Linked DNA regions of Mus musculus: all the other regions are linked to region 2. The links are chromatin contacts, called in public HiCAR-type and HiChIP or PLAC-seq maps. All regions are on one chromosome and are shown on one strand. Each heading gives the region's core, a stretch centred on a gene start, on an enhancer-like site or on the middle of the called end of the contact. The rest is flanking DNA. Distances are from core to core; before and after follow the strand shown. Region 1 holds the start of Ltc4s (leukotriene C4 synthase). Region 2 holds the start of Zfp354b (zinc finger protein 354B). Region 3 holds the start of Rmnd5b (required for meiotic nuclear division 5 homolog B).

Region 1 (3,736 bases), core at 1,160-3,659, 690 kb after region 2:
TTTTTTAATGAGTCTAAAATAGAAGCAGGCCTCTTATGTAGCCCAGGCTGGCCTAAGACTCTCCATCCTCCTGCCCCAGCCTCCTATGTGCAGGGATCATGGGCACACAATATACCTTTTACTTACAGCTTAGAGTCAAGGGCCTGACAGTGCACTGTGGCTGATGTCCAGTACAGTAGCAATGTTTTCTCTCTACCCTCATGGTCCACTGACCTTTCCACCGGGTCAGAGTTTAACCATGAACTCAGCATCCAGAAGGTTCCTCAGAGCCATTTAAGGATTGAGCCAGCAAAGGTATACCATGCAGAGCTCAGGGAAGAAGATGCTGGTGCCTGCAGGACTGGCTCTTTGGTCAGAGGGTGGGCAGGTCCAGTGGAGCCCTTAGAAGCTAGGCAAACCAAGTACAAGGAGAAGAATCAAAGGATGCAGGGAGGGAGTCAAAGACCAAGCCCCTTGTCCCTGCCCTGAACATCTGCTCAGGGACTTCCTGAGAAGTTGCTGATATCAAGCCTCTGTTTCCTGTGGCCAGGCCAGAGAGAATGAACTTTGATGGGAGGACACATGGGCCTGAGAGGAAATGTAAGGTTGGCAGAGCAGAGCCTGAAGTAACACAAGACATAGACTTGTCTGTAGCCTGCACCGGCGAGCACCCACGCTCACCGCAGAGACACGCAGAGATGTTCATTTGCTGACAGGCACGCAGACAGGCACACTATCCACATGGGCATATAGGAGCATGGCCTGCCTGTATCCTATGTTCTGCCTTTTCTTTTTTTTTTTTTTTTTTTTAAAGACTCATTTATTATTATATGTAAGTACACTGTAGCTGTCCTCAGACACACCAGAAGAGGGAGTCAGATCTCGTTACGGATGGTTGTGAGCCACCATGTGGTTGCTGGGATTTGAACTCTGGACCTTCAGATAGCAGTCGGGTGCTCTTACCCACTGAGCCATCTCACCAGCCCTGTTCTGCCTTTTCAATGCCTTCCCTCCCGGAAGCTGCCCCAACTGCAGCCTCCTGAAGTTTGGAACCCAAGCATTGGCATGGTGCAGGCCCATCTTGCCCTGGAACGCCTGTGTCCTGACCATTCCTTGAGTTCAGAGCACCAGCTACTGCTATTACACGTTGGTGTAATGCAAGGACCAGCGTTGACCCAACTGTGATCTTGAGAAACCTGCAGAGCCCCAGCAGGTAGGCCTCAGATCTTCTGAGGGCAATAATGAACAAAGAGACCGAAGGGGTTCTGGGGAGTCCACAGGGACCAAGGCCTCAGGCAACGAGGACGGAGGCTGGCTGTGGGGAAGCAGAAGCTCCCAAGGGTGACCCTGTCTTATGACACCCATGATATGGCCAAGCTGGCTGCAGGGACAGGAGTGTGGCCTAGGACCTGTTAGTTCCCCAGTACACGCTCCTCTCCTGTCCTGTGCTGGTTCACGCCCTTCACCTATGGCTCCGTCCACTCTTCCAGATGGATCTGGATTTTGCCACTGCTGACCAAATCTACCTCAAACCAGCTTCATCGGAAAAGAGAAGTGGCTATTTCACAAGGAAGAACAGTCCAGGAGCACACACCACACAAGGTGGCCCCCAGGGCTCGACAACAAGAGTTTCTCAGCTTCTGTACTCTTAAGCTTCCTTTCCCAGACTGCTAATGGAAGTTTCCAGAACTGGGTCTCTCTTCTGTCAACATCGGCACACATGACTACACCACAAGTGTGGCAGTGGTGGGGAGTTGTCAGCTTTGTCTGGTGTGGAAAGGACTAGGCTAAGGAAGGGAAGGGTCAGTGCCTGGAGCCAAGTAGGATGCTGGGCAAATACACCAGCCTAGAGACAAGTATTTCCCCATAACCAAGGATAAAAAATATCATTCATGAGCCTTTGGGGCTCTGAGGGGGATGGGCCTCAGGATGCCAAGGAGGAAGAAGAACATGGGTAGGTCCATTGTGGCTGGGGACACCTGGACATTATGAAGCCATAGGGAGTTGGGAAGGGTGTGTCAGCACTAGACATTACAGAGTAGCCCTGGATGGGAATACAGACCCAGTCATCACTGGGGTAGGGGAAGTCAGGGGTGGGAGTCCAGGAGCCCAGAGCCTAGGGTAAACCCTGGATGAAGGGGAAGTCTGAAAGGCCAGTGGGAAACTACCAAGGATGCAGGGTCTAGATGATATGGTAGCTGGAAACACACAAGGCTAGAGGGGGCATGGGTGAGCAGTCAGAGGGAGCCTGGGTGAGCAGCATGAGTTCCGCCACCACAGGACTAAGCACGGAAAGGCCAGGAACAACTGGAAGGAAGTGGTCAAGCTGTCCACAGCACTGGTTTCTACCTTCCCAGCCTGGCCAGGCTCCCTGCCTTTGTGGATACAGTCATATCCCCACCCCTCCCCGCCTCTACTGCAAAGGGGTGGAGAGCGCCGAGGCTCTTCCTCTCCTGGGCCAGCGTCTGAGTAGCACACTGGGCGATAAGAAGAACACCAAAGCTAATTCTGCCTGTGGCTGGCAACATGAAGGACGAAGTGGCTCTTCTGGCTACCGTCACCCTCGTGGGAGTTCTGTTGCAAGGTGGGCTGGCTCCTGTCTGGGAGGTGGGTGGATCTTACATCCTGTAGTCTGCTCTCTTCAGGCTCCTGGGGTAGGGAATTGGGGTGCTGGCAGGCCCAGGCTCAGGAGAAGGACAGGAGGCTTCTAGGCTAGCCTCCTGGTACCAAGGTCCAAGCAATTCAAGAACTGTTGGAGGGCCAAAGTTCCAGCTGAGAAGTCCCCACTTCCCTGGAGCAGGTATAGACACTCTCTAAGGAGTGTCTACAGGGGAGGACCAGGTGAAGGATGGCCACCCTGCTGAGGGGCCACTTGAGGTGCCTGCCTTGTGGTGGGAGCTGGTATCTGTTTGGGAGTGCAATACAGTGACTAGTGGAATAGCTATGGGCTTAGGTTGGGAGAGTCCCAACTCCACGCATCTGGAGCACAGTATCTGCCAGATTTAAGGCTGGGTCCATGATGTCTAAACAGAAACTGAGACAAGAATTTATGCTATTGTGTGGTGGTACTGAGACCCAAGCTAGACTGACTCTGGCTTGTGGCAGAGTCCCTTCTGGCTGATTCTGTAGAGGGGAAACCAGGGTCCCTTAGCCACAGAACGTGTGCTTCCTTGTTCCTTAAAGAATACAGCCAATTTTGCCCTGGTCCATTGCCTACGCAGGGGGTCCAGACCTGCAGAACGGGAGGTAGGCATTTGCCTGTGCTTTGCAAGTCAAATCGTTCAGGAGTAAAGTCTTCTAAGGTTCCTCCCACCGGCAGGTGTTTCAGCCGCGCATCACCCTAGTCAATCAACCCTCAGGCCTACAGGGCCTCTCCATTGAACACCACTGATGGGGCAGGTGGGAGAAGGGCATTAGAAGAGAGTCGCTCAGTGAGAGGCAAGGAGAGGGGAACTAAGGGACGGATCCCGCTCCAGATCTGCGGAGCACCACACCTGACTCCCACACCCCCACGGCCGCAGCCTACTTCTCCCTACAGGTGATCTCTGCACGAAGGGCTTTCCACGTGTCGCCGCCGCTCACCTCTGGCCCTCCCGAGTTCGAGCGCGTCTTCCGAGCCCAGTGAGCGCGGCGGGTCCGGGCGGGTTCGGGTGTCAGCCAAGGTGAACCACGCGCTCACCCAGCCTACCCCTCGCAGGGTAAACTGCAGCGAGTACTTTCCGCTGTTCCTCGCCACACTCTGGGTCGCCGGCATCTT
Region 2 (3,683 bases), core at 806-3,305:
GAGTTCAGAGGGCACATCTGGAGGATTACCAGAACTCAGAAGAAAACTGGGAGAATATTGGAGAATCGAAGGCAATTAAAATAATAATAGGGAGAACTCAAGAGTCAGTGATGAGAAGACCCCAGGAATTAGTCTTAGTGATGAGAAGACCCCAGGAATTAGTCTTGTGATGAGAAGACCCCATGAATTAGTCTTAGTGATGAGAAGACCCCAGGAATTAGTCTTGAGCAACACCAGCATTTTATAAGCCGAGAAAGGGGCTCATCAGGAAGACAGTTCTGCCGCAGGAGAATTAGGAAATTCCTGTCACTGTAATGAATGCTTACAGTATTGGGTTAACGGTAGCTACAGAGAGTAGGAGCTAAGACTACTCATTCACGCCAGTGCCATGAGACCAAAACAAGAACAAGTATCTCAGAAGGTAATGGGAGGCAGAAACAGAAACTACACCTTGCAGAACTGTGAGTTCTGTTTGCAGTTAAGACAGTCAAGAAGTTCCTGGTTGTCCTGTGTTAAGTCTTTACAGGGCAAGGCTTCTCATAGTTATTAAGAAGTTTATGTTTGTCTTGTGTTAAATCCTAGTTAGTAAGTTTCTGTTTGTCCCTAGTTAAGTCCTTGTTAAATAATGTTTCTATTTGTAATTAAGAGTAACTTTGTGTTTCTTAGATCTGATGTGAACTGCTTGCAATTCCATTCAATATGTATCCTTGCCTCTGTTCCTCCCTTTTTCATTGTATCCTTTTAACTCTGGCCCCTGTGAACACCTTATCCTGTAAGAGATAAGGCTCAGCAATGGCCTGGGTGACGGGGGAGGGGTGGTGGTACCCTCCCCCACCCTGTCCCTTACCATCTGAGGTAGCACCTGGAGGGCATGAGAGTAGGAGAGCCGGTCCTGCCCTGTCACTGACTGCAGCACTCTGGAGAGCAGGCCCTACAGCTCATCTGGGCAACTCAGTGAAGATGCCCTGATGACAAAGGTGCTGGTGAGCTGACCCAAAGGCATGGGAGTAGGAGAGGTGATTCTGCCTTCTGCTGACTGTGGCATTGGGTGGCCTTGCTGAACAGTACTGGAGAGTTTACCCTGGTGATTCAGATAAGGGGCAGCCATTGAGCTCATCAACTCAGCTGCCACCCAGGCCCAGATCCAGGGCTCTGGTTGTCCCTTCCTAAAATCTGTATCATGTGTGAATTGTTGGGGCACATGAAAGGGCCAGTCCTGCCGATCCAAAGCTGTTACAGGATCTTTAACACACAGGGTGACAACAGGATAATTGGGAGGAGTCTCAGTGAGGGTCCAATATTGATGGTGTCATAGAAGCCAGAGATCTTGAACCAGATCAATGACTCATTACAACAAACATTTGCAAATGAAGATATGTGGACAGAGGGATGTACTGTATTGTGTGTCACACTGGCATACTATGGCTTCCACAATCATATTTTCTATGCTTTGGAGTGTGTGTGTGTGTGTGTGTGTGTGTGTGTGTGTGTGTTGTACATTGTACTCAGACCAGAGGTTAATATCAGGCGTCTTCATCTATCATTTTCCATTCATTCATTCATTCATTCATGTATTCATTTATTCATTCATTTTTATTTTAAATCCCAGAGTGCCAGGTTTCAGCTAGCCTTTCTTTTGCATTTTCCTGTAACACCCTCTGAGTCTAAATCAATATATAATTATTTCCACAGCTCACTGTCTACACTTTATCCTACTAAAAACCACTGCTTACCAAGTGAGGTCCCTTTTGTTCTTTGATTTATTTCAAAAGGCTTACAACATGATGTTAATACGTAACTGCCAGTCTGTTTCTGGCCGCTGTGGGCTGGCCTTACCCCATCCACACAAATGGAATTAAAATGCATACCACATCTAAGACTTCACAGAGCTAGTGACCCGGGGCCTTTTGGGAGTTTGGGGAGGGGGGGCTCTCCACCGCAGCTGCGCACCAAAGCGGTCAACTTTATATCCCAGAATCCTTGAGTCCCGAGGTAAACTACATTTCCCAGAGGCCTCTGCATCAGCTATCCTCATTATTCCCCCCTCCAGCCCCGCCCCCTGTGAGATCTATCAGGCCGCCGGGTGTCTGTGGCTCGATTCTCTGCCCTGATCTAGCTCCCCAGTCTGAGTCTCCAAGCGTGGCAGCTGCGAGCCTTCATGAGGCGTGGCGGGAGCAGGGGGGAGGTGAGCGGCCAGGCTGGAGGACACGGAGGCCTGTGGCGACTTCAGCGTGGGCCGCCATGAGTCACTGGTCCCCTTTCTGGAGTTTTCTCTGGGGATGTGGAAATTGATCCCTTGACAGCAGCAGAGCAGTTGGGTGGGCTGCACGTGGAGTGGGCCCGTGGTCAGATCTAAACGGGTGAAAAACGTTTGTGTTCCCACTGTGGCTGCACTCTGGCCTCAGTGCACTCTGATCTGAAGGGGGTTGGCACTGCCAACTGAGCTGGGGTGAACAGCATAGGGTGATGCCTGACTCGCGGAGGCATAGTGAGTCTCCTCGGTGACATGGAGTCCAGTGTCGCCTGAGTCTTGTTTCTGAAAATCTAGAGACCAGAAGAGTGGTGACCTGTCAATTCTCTGCCGCCCGCCCCCAGCTCCCGCTTTCCGTTCTGGAAGCAGAAGCGCCAGGCTCAGCTGGTGGAACGCATTCGGAGATGCGGCTTCTGAGGGGTGCGAAGCAATCTTTCTTTCTTCTTCCCTCAGATCGCATTTTTGGACACTGTACCCATCTTTGAGAAAAGCCCAGAAAGTGAGCATGGCTCCAGAGCAAAGGGAAGGGAAGTCTCAGGTGAGCGCATTGCCGTCTCAGTTCATGGCAGGAGTATTTTATATGGTTTTGGTTTTCCTTCCAGACTGAGGCTCTCCGCCCAGTAGACCCTTCACCAGGACTTGGTGCTCTTGGAGGAGCTGGTTGTCTAGGAAGCACACTGCACGCTCGCTCACAGTATATTGCGTTGCTGTTAGCTGATCCCGGTCTGTTGTGCTTACTACATTGACAGCGACATGCAGATGTCCGTTATCACTAGGGACACAGCTGGCGGAAGTCCTTTCTGGTCTGCTTCCCTCATGTTTATTTTTCTCAGCCCTCACCTGGATTGCCCATCTATTTCTTTTTGCCCTTAAGAATGCTTGCGGCGCTCCTCCATCCCGTGGTTCCCCTCCTATACTCTGTAGATCCTAGGTTTGGATTGTACCATTCTTGTGAAAACAACTACTCTTGACCTGCCATTTGGAGGAGCGGGAATATAGAGCTGCCCCCATCGAGGTGAGCTGCTGCGTGGACAGGGGAAAGCCATACTGCAGGGGACACAGTGTCAGGAGCCTCACTCTGAGAGCAAGGAGACGACTTATCAAGAAGCCATGAAGAGGGTTTCCTGGGATATTTGACAGAAAATTAGAAAGCACAGTGGGAGGCTCAAGACCGTTGATTTTTACCCTACCCCCTCTGTTACCATCTGTGGGCCTTAAATCAGTAAGTCTAACTTCTGTGTCTCAGTTCCCTTACCAATAAAATAAAAATAACAGCATCCCCTTGTAGGATTCTTGTTCTGGAGTGAGGACCGAAGCAGGAGATGGTGTGTGGGTCTTACCAGACCAGCTACACAGCTTTTTTTTTTTTTTTTTTTTTTACATTGTTGAAATGATTTCTACACATGCCTGTGTGCTGATTAGATCGGAAAGT
Region 3 (3,714 bases), core at 407-2,906, 700 kb before region 2:
CCTGCCTAGCTGGCGTGGTGGCGCACGCCTTTAATCCCAGCACTTGGGAGGCAGAGGCAGGCAGATTTCTGAATTCGAGGCCAGCCTGGTCTACAGAGTGAGTTGCAGGACAGCCAGGGCTACACAGAGAAATCCTGTCTTGAAAAGCCAGAAAAAGAAAGGAAAAAAACGGGGGCGGGGAGAGGGGAGTGCATGAGTTGCTGGAGGACCCCAGGTGATGGTGCACACACCTGTAATCTCAGTACACAGAAGGTAGAAAGAGGTCCTTCGTGATGTAAGGAGTTCAAGGCCAGTCCTGGGTAGGTATCAAAGACCCTTTCTCAAAAGATTCTCTCTCTTTCTTTCTCTCTTTCTTTCTCTCTTTCTTTCTCTTTCTTTCTTTCTTTCTTTCTTTCTTTCTTTCTTTCTTTCTTTCTTTCTTTCGACAGGGTTTCTCTGTGCAGTCCTGGCTGTCCTGGAATTCACTCTGTAGACCAGGCTGGCCTCGAACTAAAAAATCCGCCTGTCTCTGCCTCCCAAGTGCTAGGATTACAGGCATGTGCCACCACTGCCCGGTTCTTTCTTCTTTTCTTTTCTTTTTTTTTTTTTTTTTCCTGGTCTCAAACTCAGATCTGCCTGCCTTTGCCTCCGCAGTGCTGGAATTAAAAGTGTGTGCCATTACACCCGGCTCCTTCATTCTTTTTAGTTAGGGCATGTATACAACCCCTATTTCATTTTGCCCCTAAAGAGGGGCTATTTACAGAGAGCAGCTGGGCTGGGGGCTATGGATGCATAGGGTTAGGTGAGCCCGTAAGAACAAAAACCGAACTCTTAAAAATTGTGTGTGTGTGATGTGAACGTGGGTGTGCTTGCCTGTACAAGTGTGTGAGGGCCAGAGAAGGATTTGGGGAGTCTCGCTCCAACACTCTCCACTTTATTCTCTTGATCCTAGAGCTCTGCTTTTTAGCTACATTAGCTGGCAGGCAAACACAAGAATCCTTAAGTCTCTGCTAACCCCACTCCTGCAATTACAGGCCCGCGCCAGTAGGTGCGAGCCAGCTTTCTAACAGTACCTGGGATCTCAACTCAGCCCCTCACACTTGTTTTGCAAGCACTTTCCCTGTTACCTCAGACTCTTCCTTTAACATTATTTGCTAGTTCAAAATGCATCGCAGGAAATACTTAATCACTGGACCACATACATGTAATGGTCTCTTAAAATGTTCATTTTTCGGGTGCTGGGGGTGGACCAAGGGACCTGCGTGTACTTTAACCCTCCCCCTGTCCTCCCCCTCTCTCTGTCGTAGCTCAGGCTGGCCTAACTCACTTTGTATCCCTGGATCTCTGATCTTCTTATAATTATAAGATTATAGGCGGGTACCACAATACCCAGCTTTGTTTATTTTCTGAGCCAGAGTGTCGCTTTGTAGTCTAGACTGGCCTGGAACTCCCGGCGCTCGTCCTGCCTCCGTGTCCCCTATCCCAGCCTGGACATTTAAGACCTAGTTTACTGTGGTTGGGGGCCCGGATTAGGCAGGTGCGCCAGCTAATACTTCCGGTAGAAACTCGTGACAACCCGTCGGTGGTTCTGACGCGCGGAAACCCAGGTTTGCTCCGGATCGCAGAGGCCAGGCGTCCCGGCACTGCGCAGGCGCTAACTGTTGCCTGGCTCCGGCGAACGATTCATTCGGCATTCCTTGCAAAGCCGCGGGCGAGACACACTGTCTCCCCACGCTCCGCGACACCACGCATGGGCGAGCCCGGACCCACCCGAGAGGCAACCGCCGCGCCTTCCGGTTCCGATGACAGCGGCGCCGGAAGCGGGCTGAGCTGCAAGACTAGGTGACAGCCTGCCGGCTCCCGGTCCCGGGGTGCGGGGCGCCCCGACCAAAGCCTGGAGCAGTCGTCGGCCACACCCTCCAAGGGCTGGTGGAGTCGCCCGGACTCCGACGTCCCGTCCTAGTGCACCTGACTGAGTCAGAGGTAAGCAGCCAGTGGGTGGCGGGGTTCCGGCAGGGCACTGCAGGAGGGTCTCTGGGAGGATAAGTAGGAGTTTGTCAGTCTTTGCACTACTATGCGGGTCAAGTCGGGGTCGTGGCATGCCCCTAGGGTAAATGGTGGGCTTTCCTGTCCTTTCAGTTTTAGGTGAAGAAGTGACAATGTGAAACTTTCTAGTATTTGTAGGGATATGATTTGTTTGAGTGTAAAATACAGGGCATTCGATACTGTGGTTTGAAAAGATGACACGTGTGTGGAGACCTAGATAAGGAGCCAGCCATGGGAAGATGTGAGAGAGTGTTCCGAGAAGAGGATAGAGGCAGAAATAAACTGGATGTACCCTGGAACAGAAAGGCTGGTGGTGGTAGAGTGTGGCAAGTGATGGGGAGAGTCATTGGAGTGAGCATCACCAGGGAGTTTGTTTGGATAGAACTTTTGTTTTTCTTTTGTTTGTTTGTTTGTTGTCTTTGAGACAGGGTCTCTTATAGCCTAGGCTGCCCTGGAGCTTTCTAAGTAGACCAGGCTGGCCTTGAACTCACAAAGATGCATCTGCTTCTGCCTCCCATGTGTTGGGGGGTGGGGTGGGTTAAAGTCCTGCACCACCATACCCAACCTCAGATTTATTTATTTTCTTTTATAATGATGACGATGATGACAACGACGATGACGACAGCATTTCTCTACATAGCCTTGGCTGTCTTGGAATTCACTGTGTAGACCAGGCCAGTCTGAAGTCAGACAGATCTGCCTGCCTCTGCATCCTTAGTTCTGGGATTAAAGGTGTGAGTCACCACACCCAACAGATATTTTTTTTAAACTTCTTATTTCTAGGTGTATGGGGACCTTTTGCCTTCATGTGTGTCTGTGCACCACGAGATGCAGTGGATGAAGAGGGCTTCAGGGTCTCTAGAACTGGACTTACAGGAAGTTGTGACTGCCATGTGGGTGCTGAGAACAGAATCTGGGCTATTTGCAAGAGCAGCAAGTCCTCCTTAAACACCGAGCCATCTCTCCAGCCCCTCTAGTGTGAAGTTTTAACATTTCCTTCATATCTCTTTCTATCCACTGGAAGCTTTTGATTCAGGCCTTCTTAGCCAAAGGCTAGGAAATGGAGGTATTGTTTAATCAGTTAGGCCTACTCAGCCCCGTGATGGGCTAGGTCCTGCAGGGAGGGAGGGGACAAGACCAGTCTCCAGGCTTTGTTTAGCTGCTAGTCCAGTTGAGACACATCTGAAGAAGCAGTCAGGAGGATGTGGAAGTGTGTGGAACCGACACATCAGATTTGTGATGCAGAAAAGAAGGGTGCACAAGGAAGATAGAGCCGTGAGAAGAGGCCTGAGCTGGAGCCCAGGAAGCCATATAAAATGGTGGATGTGACCAGGGACGTAGCACATGCCTTTAGTTCAGCAGGTGGAGCTTTGTAAATTCAAGGTCAGCCTGGATTTCAGAGAGAGAGGTGATTGGTGACCTTTTGGGAGCCTGGGTTTAACTTGAGTTGGCAGAGGTGTGAAGAGGGTGCTTATGGGAGTGAGTGGGTGTAATGAAATAAAGAAGAGAAGCAGGGCTTTGGGTGTAACACCCTCTGTGGCTCCGCACTTGTCCAGCATGTGTGGGGGCTTGGCCCTGAAAAATCAATAGATTAATTAAAAATGAATGCATTCCTGATGATATGTAATTCCAGCTACTCGGAAGGCTAATGCAGAAGGATTCCAAGTTCAAGGTCAGTCTGAGATACAG

The links. HiCAR-type assays count read pairs that join an accessible place to other places. HiChIP or PLAC-seq counts read pairs in DNA pulled down with a chosen protein or histone mark.
Region 1: a contact with region 2 is called in a HiCAR-type map of astrocytes, with 2.4 times the contacts expected there. The contact joins the promoter of Ltc4s here to the promoter of Zfp354b in region 2. A contact is called at or near these places in 1 of 39 promoter capture datasets (cranial neural crest) and 1 of 115 datasets of contacts at active chromatin or transcription factors (astrocytes).
Region 3: a contact with region 2 is called in an H3K4me3 HiChIP or PLAC-seq map of stem cell-derived neural progenitor cells, with 3 times the contacts expected there. The contact joins the promoter of Rmnd5b here to the promoter of Zfp354b in region 2. A contact is called at or near these places in 2 of 39 promoter capture datasets (cranial neural crest and hippocampal neurons) and 1 of 115 datasets of contacts at active chromatin or transcription factors (stem cell-derived neural progenitor cells).

What each region holds. Positions count from the first base shown.
Region 1 is chr11:50,237,205-50,240,940 of GRCm38.p6, reverse strand. Ltc4s (leukotriene C4 synthase) reads left to right here and starts at 2,409. Exons shown (of 5, transcript NM_008521.2): 1 at 2,409-2,563; 2 at 3,501-3,600; 3 at 3,677-3,736. The coding sequence starts at 2,506.
Region 2 is chr11:50,930,007-50,933,689 of GRCm38.p6, reverse strand. Zfp354b (zinc finger protein 354B) reads left to right here and starts at 2,055. Exons shown (of 5, transcript NM_013744.3): 1 at 2,055-2,185; 2 at 2,705-2,789. The coding sequence starts at 2,757.
Region 3 is chr11:51,633,838-51,637,551 of GRCm38.p6, reverse strand. Rmnd5b (required for meiotic nuclear division 5 homolog B) reads left to right here and starts at 1,656. Exons shown (of 10, transcript NM_025346.1): 1 at 1,656-1,962.